Linked DNA regions of Sus scrofa: region 2 is linked to region 1. Evidence: chromatin contacts called from public HiChIP or PLAC-seq data. All regions are on one chromosome and are shown on one strand. The core of a region is the stretch at or near the end of the contact, and the rest is flanking DNA. Distances in the headings are between cores, read along the strand shown.

Region 1 (5,045 bases), core at 1,770-4,269:
CAAGACTATTTATAGAACCAGCCGTGGGCTTTGAATTACTTCTGGGCCTTGCACTTCACAGAGGTTCTGCAAAGTAAAATGAGACCTTTAGGTCCAAGCCCAGAAATATCCCAAGGTGATGAAATACAGTTTCACATCAGATTCACAGTGCTTGACAGACTCCATTTTCTTGGCTTCTGAGACACACAGTTTCCTCCTTATTCTCTTACCTCTATCTTCTTCAATGGTTCCTCTCTCTTCTTTAGTAGATGTCCTTAAGTCTCTGTTCTCTATGTATACTTTCATACCATTTTCATGGCTTCAACACACACTTCCAGGCTTCCTTCCTCATTTGCACTCCAGTTCTGGGAACCTAAGACCCAGTTCCATATCTCAAGATATCCAAACCCAAAATCACCTTCATCTCAATGCCAGATCAGTATTTGACTGCTCTATTCTATCAGTTGGTACTCCAAACTGTTTCCATTTTTTTTTTTTTTTTTTTTTTTTTTGCCTTTTCTAGGGCCACTCCTGCAGCATATGGAGTTTCCAGGCTAGGGGTCTAAACCAAGTTGTAGCCACCGGCCTACACCAGAGCCACAGCAACGCGGGATCAGAGCCACGCCTGCGACCTACACCACAGCTCACGGCAGATGGTTAACCCACTGAGCAAGGCCAGGGATCGAACCCGCAACCTCATGGTTCCTAGTCGGATTCGTTAACCACTGCGCCACGATAGGAACTCCTGTTTCCAAATCTTTAGTTATCTCTCATAATTAAAGGAAAATCAACAAGTACTTCTGGAGAAATTACAATGTGAAAACCACCAATTTACAAGATTATAGTGAAATGCAAGCATAGACAAAGATACTGTCTTTTCCCTCAAGAATCTTTGGGAAATATTTGGGAAAGATACACACAAGAAGACTGAACTAACTTTACAAGAAAGTACATAAGAGTTCCCATTGTGGCTCAGTGGTAATGAACCTAATATCCATGAGGATGTGGGTTTGATCCCTGGCCTTAGTGGGTTAAGGATCCGGTGTTGCTGTGGCTGTGGGGTAGGCCTGCAGCTACAGCTCCAATTCAACACCTAGCCAGAGAACTTCCATATGCCACAGGTGCAGCCCTAAAAAGACAAAAATAAAATAAAAATTTAAAAAACCTCACAAGGAAGTACATAAAGGCTAATTGTATGAGAAAGATAGCACTGGAAAAAGAATCCAAGGGGGAATGAGATTACTGTGTGTACAGTGGCGTGGTTTTAATAGGCATAAACTAAACCTTGATAGAGGGATAGGATTTGGATGCTAAAAGAAGACCAAGTATTTTAGAAGCAAAATTAAAATAACTGCTTGGTGATTTCACTTACATGACTTATCTAGAGCAGTCAGATTCAGAGACAGAAAGAATGGTAGATGCCAGGAGAGGGGGCAATGAGGAGCTGGTGTTTAACACACCCAGAGTTTGGGAGGATGAAGAAAATTCTGGAGATGAATGAAGATAATGGCTACAGAACAGTGTGAATGTGTTTAATGCTACAAAACTGTATATTTTAAAATGGTAAATTTTATGGTGTGTGTATTTTACCACAATAGAAAATACTAACTCCTTGGCTAGAATGGCAAGTTTACCTTGGTAATAAGGTCAGAAGAGTAGGTTCTCTGCTCTCTGGAACTATACAGCCATTCTTTTGTCAAATGTCAGCTTTCGAATTGCTTCTTTACCTTCTAAAGCTGTTTCCTTTTCTCTAGATTTCTTTCTTTCTTTTGAGGGGTGGAGCGGGAAGTCTCTACAACTCTTCTAACAGGCTCCTTGAGGGCAGGGACCACCGAGATGCCCAGCAAAGAGTCTAGCATAAATTAGGCTCAATAAATATTTGTGAATTGAATGAAAATACTATCAGAAAAGGCTATTAATAATACAACCCACACGATCTCCATCACAGCCAAATCCTGGCAACGTTGGCTGTGACACTTTTCTTCACTACTCCACTGACCCGTTATCAAGGTTTGTAAACCTAAGATCGCTTTCCCCAAGATTCTCGCATACAGGACAGGATGACGGAGAAGGAACACTTATTCAAAGCAATCATTTTTTCTTAATCATCTTCTAGACGGCCAACGAGAACCAAATGACAGGCCTCGCTGCTTAAGGAAGGAGAGGAAAGAAATAACAGATTCCACGATGAGAACTTGAGTCTGCCCATCTCGTAGGCGCCGATGAGAACGACTGGAGGACCACGGGAGGCCGGGCCGAAGCCCTTCTCCAGGTTAGGGGTGTGGCGGTGGGAATGGTCCCGGAGCGACCTCAGAGGTACGAGGGCAGCGCGAAGAGAGGCCCTCGGATGCTCCGACCGGGTTGTGACAGGCCATCGGGGAGACTCCCCTCCCCGCCCAAGCCGGCGCAGCCCAAAAGGAGGCGCGGCCCATCTCAGCGCACCTTTTGCCTCTCCTTCCTTTGGCTCTCGGTCTCCTCCAAGGGTGCTTCCAGCTCCATAATGTCCCCCCAGAGAAGTTTCCCAGGCATCATTCGCCGCAGTCGCCTCCTCCTGGGCACGGTGGCCACAACCACCTACAGGCAGCGACAGCGTGAAAGGAAGAGGGGGCAGGGCGGCCGACCGGCCAGAGCCTTGCGTCACTTCCGGGACACGCACCGACCGGCGGGGGAAAATAATCCCGGATACTCTCGTTTTAAACGCTTCCCTTGCGACACAGTCTCCCAGCCAGTGAAAGCGAGCCTTCTCGATTGGTCCACCCTTGTTCTGAAGTGATTGGCTTCTAGAGTAAAACCCTGACCAATCTCTATAAAAGATGCGCAAACTGTTTAGTATAAAAAGTTCAGGTTTTCCCCCCTTCCCCTCCCCCACTCCTAATAGCTCTTCTCGGCTAAGTGGAGATGCTTCCGGGCTTCCCAGCATGCAATGCTGGGGCCGGAGAGCCCCTCGAGTGCAGCAGAGAGGGGCTCACGCCTTCCGCGGGTTGGCGGGAGAACCGATGAGGCGCGCCACGCTCGGCCTTGCCTCCCGCCGCCGGAAGCTGCAGGCATCAGCCCCACCCATTGCGGGGTGAGGCGTTAACGTCTAACGGCTTCGCGCGAGACTAGCGTCCCGGCGTTGGTGGGAAGGGGCGTCTTGGGGTCTGGAGTGGGCTAGGTGCGCTTGGGGTGAAGGCTAGGCCGTGTCAACCTTCTCTCAAGTCTTAAGTTTTAGTAAGGAAGTTGGCCCTTGCTTACTGTAGATCCTTTCCACCCTCCCCATTTGCCATTAGAGGAAACTAATCCCCTAAGAGGGATTTACTTGTCTGTAGTCTCAGAGTTGGTGGCACAGTCGAGTAGGAAATCAGTCTTTTCTCTGCCACACCAGCCTGCAAGCTTTAAGGTTCCCAAAGCTGCTCCCATGAACATAGAATAATAAGTAGAAAAAAAACCTAAAGAAATTTAGAGAAAACAAGCCTGAATGTCACTGACAAATTGTTTATTTGCAGCGAATAAAAGGATTTTACTTACGGGGATAACTGCTCCTAAATTACAACTTTGAACAAAACTAGAAACCTTTTGATACTACAAGGGGCAAACTCCTTAGCATATACCTTTTTTTTTTAACATCATTGGTGCTGGATGGTTGGCTCCCTTTTCTGAGCTGTTTCTTTTTATCTCTTCATGATCTCTTCAACCAAGCTACTCTTTGAGTGAAAAGCAAGAAGTCAAATTGAGACGTAGGTGCAGGGGTATTTCACAAACCCCTTGACAGTATCCAGCACACCAGCCTTGTAACCTGAACATCAAATTTACCTCTTAGCAAAATTTCAGATTGCTACATGTCATGGAGTTTGGGAATTAGTCCTGAATAGCTGAAAGCACAAAGGTTAAGCTTGTAATTGCTACAGGCCTGCATAATTATGGATTGGCCTGAAGTCAAAGGTGATATGTCTATCTAAATGTTACCTTATGGATTCAGTACTATCAACAAATTGAGTATCAGTCAATGATAGTGAAAAATGCATCTCTCTCCCTAGATTATGAGACTAGCTAGGCATCTCTAGATCTGTGCTTTTTTAAAACATTTTTGTCCCACTCTCTCACACCCACTACCAATTCTATCACTGTGAAGTCTTTGTAGCCCTGCAACAGGCTGTGATGTACATAGAAAACACAGGAGTAGATGTGGCTAAGAATGTCACATGTATAAAATTGGGATAATAATAGAAATAAATGTTAGTATGTTGTTGAAAAGCACAGATGAAGTATATTTTAGCCTCTCAAGACTATTTTTAGCATTCGTTTTTATGTCAGAGGTCATACAGCATATCTGAAAAATGGACAAGACTGTACAAAACCCTACCTTCCTAAGCACCAAATTCATTGACTCAAAACTCTGGTTGCTGTCTATGTTAGGCAGGGCAATTGTATGTAAATTAAACTGAGTCATAAGTAACTTGACGAAACTGTAGCTTAGCTAAAATAGGGGTACCGCTAAATACATGTTCTCAATGGGTATAAACTTGAAAACTTTGGAATGGAGATGAGGAAATGAATAACTGTTTTTTTCACATTTGGTCCCTCTTTAAGTCTCAAGAGATTGATACTGATGATGAAATATACTGGGAGGAACATGAAGGTGTACCATAAATTATTAAAACGTACAAGTAACTAAAAATCTGCTCTTATTAGAAAAATCTTTGTTTTCTAAATATCTTGCCAGAATCACTGATACAATTTCTTTCTCAGTTTGTTAGGGTGCCTCATCTTTTGCTCTGTTGCAACGTCCTATAAAGATTTCCCTTGCCTCTGGTTTTAGATCATTAAACTCTATGACCTTAAAATATAGAAACAAGATGTCTATAAACTTGCCTCTCTCTGGTCATTCTCAAACCTAGAGGGCTAAATTTAATTTTTATTCCATAGTTAGAAAGTAAAAGGTAAAAAGAAACATTTTGAATCTGCATATCTATCTTACTTAACAAGAGGAATTGAGCCATCATTTTAAAATGTTATGACATGGAAATAATTTGAGATAGCTATAAATTGATTGAGAGATATTGGAGGTAGAGAGTGAGTGCTGAGAC
Region 2 (5,045 bases), core at 965-3,464, 260 kb before region 1:
GCCACGCAGGATCTGAGCTGCATCTGTGACCTACACCTCAGCTTGTGGCAATGCCAGATCCTTAATCCACTGAGTGAGGCCAGGAATTGAACCCGTATAGTCACAAACACTATGTTGGGTTCTTAACCCACTGAGCCAGAATGGGAATCCCTCTACTTTATATCAAATGTTTAATACACATGATACTAGTTTATATTTGTTATCTTTACACTTTTCTTTTTTTTTTTTTTTTTTTTTTGTCTTTTTGCTATTTCTTTGGGCCGCTCCCGCAGCATATGGAGGTTCCCAGGCTAGGGGTCTAATCGGAGCTGTAGCCCCCGGCCTACGCCAGAGCCACAGCAACGCAGGCTCCGAGCTTCGTCTGCAACCTACATCACAGCTCACGGCAACACCAGATCCTTAACCCACTGAGCAAGGGCAGGGACCAAACCCACAACCTCATGGTCCCTAGTCGGATTCGCTAACCACTGCACCACGACGGGAACTCCCCTTTACACTTTTCAAAGTGCTTTGCCAAACATGTTATCGTGATTTTCACAATCCAGAGACATCAGCAGAGAAAATACTACTCTCTTTCTACCATTTGGGAAATGGAGAAAAGAGAAGTAAAATGTAAATCAGGCCCCTCCCTTAAGTGCTGTATGACTGTCACAAATATGCATTGTCTTTCTACTTAAGTCAATCTACCTTCACATCGCTAAATGTGTTATAATCAACCAAAAAAAAAAAAATACATATACATGTAAAAAAAAAAATCTTTAAAACAGCACCTACCATATTGACCAGAACAGTGCTTGGCACATAGTAGCATGTAACAGACATTCAGTAAGTATTTGACAGGAATAAAAACTGCCTACTTCACTGGGTTATTAGGAAGATTAAATGTCACATGCTTAAAACAGTATTTATCTCTAGCAAACGCTCCCTATTAGTCACTGCTATTTTAAAAGAAGAAGAAAGAATCACAGAGGTATTCTAGGCCTAAAGGGTAGCATATACTAAAGGCCCTGAAGCACAAGCTCACATCTCACCAATGTCGCTGAAACAAGGAGAGTGCTGTGCAATGAAGCCTCTCCAAGAGGTACTCAGGCTAGACCAGGCAGGGCCTTCCAGGCATATTAGAGATTGAAGCCCCCTTTCAACTGGGGACAATGGAAAAACACTAAACAATTTTTTGCAGGGGAGCAAAAGGATTAGGTCTTGCCACTTGCTGATGCCAAATGATTCCTTTCTCTCTGGGGCCCACAATGATCAGAGTACCTACCACCTTTGGGAAGCACACCCTTGTCATGCTTTAGTTTGTAATACAGTTGGTCATCTGTATGTGCTTCCTTCCTTCCCATGAGAATATAAGGTTCTGGAGTGGAAGAGATCTGGATATGAATCTGGTTCCTCTTGACAGCCACTATACAGCCTAACACTGCGTCTAGTTTGTGTAGGTGCCCAGTCAGTGACAAATAATCCTGAGCAAAGTTCTCCTCTGGCTTTTCACTGCCTCACTCCCTTGTCCTTTCTCGGGGCAATAGTTTTGAACCACCGGGGAGGAGAGAGAGGATGCTAGAAAATTAGTGGTCCACCTAACGACTCAAAAAACGTGAACTGCCCCATCACAAGAGGATGGGACAATGTAACCATTCAGAGAACAGCGAGAAGAACAAGGCCAGTTTCTGGCGCAGCACACTAAAGAATCAATGAGACACAGTCCCAAGCCTTGAACGGCTCCCAAACCAACAAGGGAGATGGACATTGACAAGCACAGTGACAACGCTCAAGGGGACCGCAAGTCTCCAGGGGAAGGAAGGACAGCTTCCTCAGCCCTACAAACACCAGCCTGGCCGCCTTCTCCAGCCCGTGCACTCACTCTTGTCCAGAGGGCGAGTTAGTTCGGCCCCGACGTCGCCATCCGCGCTGGGACCCTGAGGTTTGACAGTCAGCGGCACGAACAAGGACGTGTTCGGGGCTTTGGAGCCTCCTGAGGCGGAGGAGGAGGAGGAGGCGCAGGCGACGGCAGAAACGCGCCCGAGAGCCCAGGAAAGGGCGCAGTGTGGGAGCGAAGGGCAGAGCAGACGGCTGCCCGATGGCCAGCCTGGCGCCCGGCGGGGAGCCGAGCCCACAGCAGGGCACACCGGGGTAAGGACATTGAGGCCGCAGACTGGAAAGGAGGCAGGCTGGAGTAGCCTGGGGACACGGCGGCGGACAGTGACGCACAACGCCAGTGCCTACAGCCCGCAAAGACCCAGAACAGCAAAGCTGCCCAGGAAAACGCCCGAGTGCTGAAAGGCGGTTCATAAAGGGAAAGGAAAGCTTAGAAGTGAAAAATCAGAAAAGATAACTTCTTGTAAGTTCGTGCTCTGTCTCTCTCTTTTTATTGGAAATTGGAGCCAGCTTTCTTTAAAGAAAAGAAAATAATCAGGCACCGGTTGGGGATGTCACAGTTGAGAGGCGGGGCCTGCGAGGTGCATCACGTGACGGACGCTGGCCCTATTCAGAAGCACGTGGGCAGTGCGGCAGGGCTCAGAGGGCGCACCACTTGGAGAGGCACCTATCGGTGTAGTCGGCCTTTCTCCATGGCTTTGGGACTCCAAGTTTTCAAGAGCATTTCTGGAAAGTTCTTTGGGTTATTAACTTTGGTTTCCTAATGGAATAATGTTAGAGAACAAAACGATCTGCCCATCAGGATTGTTGCTAAGGAATTTTGTTCTGCAAGTGCTTAGGTAAACCCCTTGTTATGACCTGTGTGTAAGTAATTATACTCTAATATGAGCAATTTGTGTACATCCTCCTAGCAGCTGATGTATCACAACCACATGGCAAAAATATGTCCCTTGTACCTGGACCAAAGTCTAGTTTCTTTGGCATTCGTTGGATACTGTGTCACATTAGGTCGCTACATGTTAAATTCAAAAGATGCTGTTGGATTTGGGTTTTCCATATCTCTATTATTATACTTAAAACAGTAAGGTCTTGCAAGTTAAAGGAACAATGCACGTGATGTGTGATAATGTGTCAAATAGGATTTCAGTAACAGTTTGCTATGTACCTTTGATTCACAGAATACTTTTTAAACATAAGGGATTCAAGTAGACCAGCACCTTGCCCTCAGAGTTTCTGATCTGGTCTTAGTCATAGGCACAGTACCTGTTAAGCATTGGAAATACTTATTATTCTTAGGCTAATGAGAGTTCAAAGAACTATTCGTGCTGGAACTATGGGCCAGTTGTGTCATCGTTTCTCACCTCCATACTTCTAAACTATTATTGGGTGCCTAGTACAACTGCTGTCATAGCACTGAAACTATCATAATTGTGTCTTTAGAGTAGTAGTTCTCAAACTTCAGCATGCATCAGAATCATCTAGAAAGCTGATTTTAAAACAAAACTGTTGGGAGTCCCCTGGTGGTCTAGTGATTTAGGACTCAGAGCTTTCACCACCACAGCCCAGGTTCAATCCCTGATTTGGGAACTGAGACCCCACATCAAGCCACTGAACACGACGCCCACCGCCCCAGATTGTTGTGGCCCTACTCGTGGAGTTTCTGACCCAGGAGATCTGGAGTGGGGCCCAAGACTTTGAATTTATGTTTTCAGGTGATGTTGACCCTGCTAGTCCAGGGACCACAATTTCAGAACCACTGCTATGGGTTATAGTTCCTTCATGGTAGGGCCAATAAAATACCACTAAAGAAATACTCAGGAAAACACTGAATGTATGTATAAATACAGAAATAAGTGGACAGGGAAGGGAAGTGAGAGAAATAAAGATAACCCTGGTCGAAGGGAATAAAGCAACTTCTCTCTTCTTTGCCTTTGCTATTAACAAAACCTGGTTTATAAGGTTTCGCAACAGCAAATTTCTGTAGCTTCCCCCCCGCCCCACATCTTGCCTACCAAATTCTACAATCGGACATTTCTAGTATTTTTCTTTTCTTTTTTAGGGTCACACATGGAAGTTCCAGGCTTAGGGGTGGAATCAGAGGTGCAGCTACTGGCCTACACCACAGCCACAGCAACACTGGATCCTTAACCCACTGATGGAGGCCAGGGATCGAACCAGCAACCTCATGGTTCCTAGTCAGATATGTTTCTGATGCACCACGATGGGAACTCCCTGAATTGTTTATTTCTAAGTGAATTTTTGAGACTTAGTCTTAGAATCATGGAATACTAGAGCAGGAGTGGGTCTTAGAGATTAAGTAGTTCAGATTCCTCAATCTGAACAACTATCAAGTACATTTGTAGAACTTGTGGTAGTGTGGTTTATGTCCACACAGTCCTTCTATGCTCTGTCTTGCTTTGTCTCCAGGGTCTGATAAAATTCCTAGAGAGCCTAGTCTATTTCCTTTACTCTAATACTAGGTTGCATAACAGTTCTTATCCATAATTACATTTAGACTCTTTTTTTTCCTAAAAGACACCTTTACTTTTATAATCGCTAGGAAAATAAACATCCATTCATTCACACATTCCACGTGTATTGTGATAAGCAAGGTATAGCAAAACAGGCTGAATCTTTGAGAGTTTTATTAAGCCTATACAATTAAAAAGTCTTCTAAAAGTGTGGTAAGCACAGTCCTGGAGGTGTGCACAGCATACCCTGGCAGTAAAACAAAGGCCATCTAACTCTGACTGGAGATGGAGATGGTGTCAGATAAGAACAGCCTCAAGAGTCTTACAAGAAATTAACCAAAGTGCAGGCAGAAAGGCAAGCATTCTCCGAGGAGTCTGGCAATAACGAGCTGAACTGGTGTTCTGTAAGAGACTAAACTTTTACTCAAGTCGCTAGAAGATTTTAAATGAGGGAGCAACATATGAATTATGCTCAGGAGTCTTGTGACTCAGTGGGTTGCTGGGGTGGCAAGGGTTCACTCCCTGGCCAGGGAAAGTTGTCTCAATGCTGCCAGCTAGGCCAAAAAAAAAAAGATTTCTGTTCATAGAAGCCCTCAAGCCTAAAAGTGGAACTGGTATATTTAAGGTACACATATTCCTCACTATGCCTTTATCTGATATCAAACTGTAAAATGTGTTACATTTCAATCCAGGCTAATA

The links. HiChIP or PLAC-seq counts read pairs in DNA pulled down with a chosen protein or histone mark.
Region 2: a contact with region 1 is called in an H3K27ac HiChIP or PLAC-seq map of alveolar macrophages. The contact joins the promoter of SUPV3L1 here to the promoter of DDX50 in region 1. A contact is called at or near these places in 2 of 5 promoter capture datasets (fetal skeletal muscle and liver) and 1 of 2 datasets of contacts at active chromatin or transcription factors (alveolar macrophages).

What each region holds. Positions count from the first base shown.
Region 1 is chr14:71,987,111-71,992,155 of Sscrofa11.1, reverse strand. DDX50 (ATP-dependent RNA helicase DDX50) reads right to left here and starts at 3,019. Exons shown (of 16, transcript XM_005657388.3): 1 at 2,422-3,019. The coding sequence starts at 2,511.
Region 2 is chr14:72,242,695-72,247,739 of Sscrofa11.1, reverse strand. SUPV3L1 (ATP-dependent RNA helicase SUPV3L1, mitochondrial) reads right to left here and starts at 2,214. Exons shown (of 16, transcript XM_001928898.6): 1 at 2,018-2,214; 2 at 1,862-2,015. The coding sequence starts at 2,140.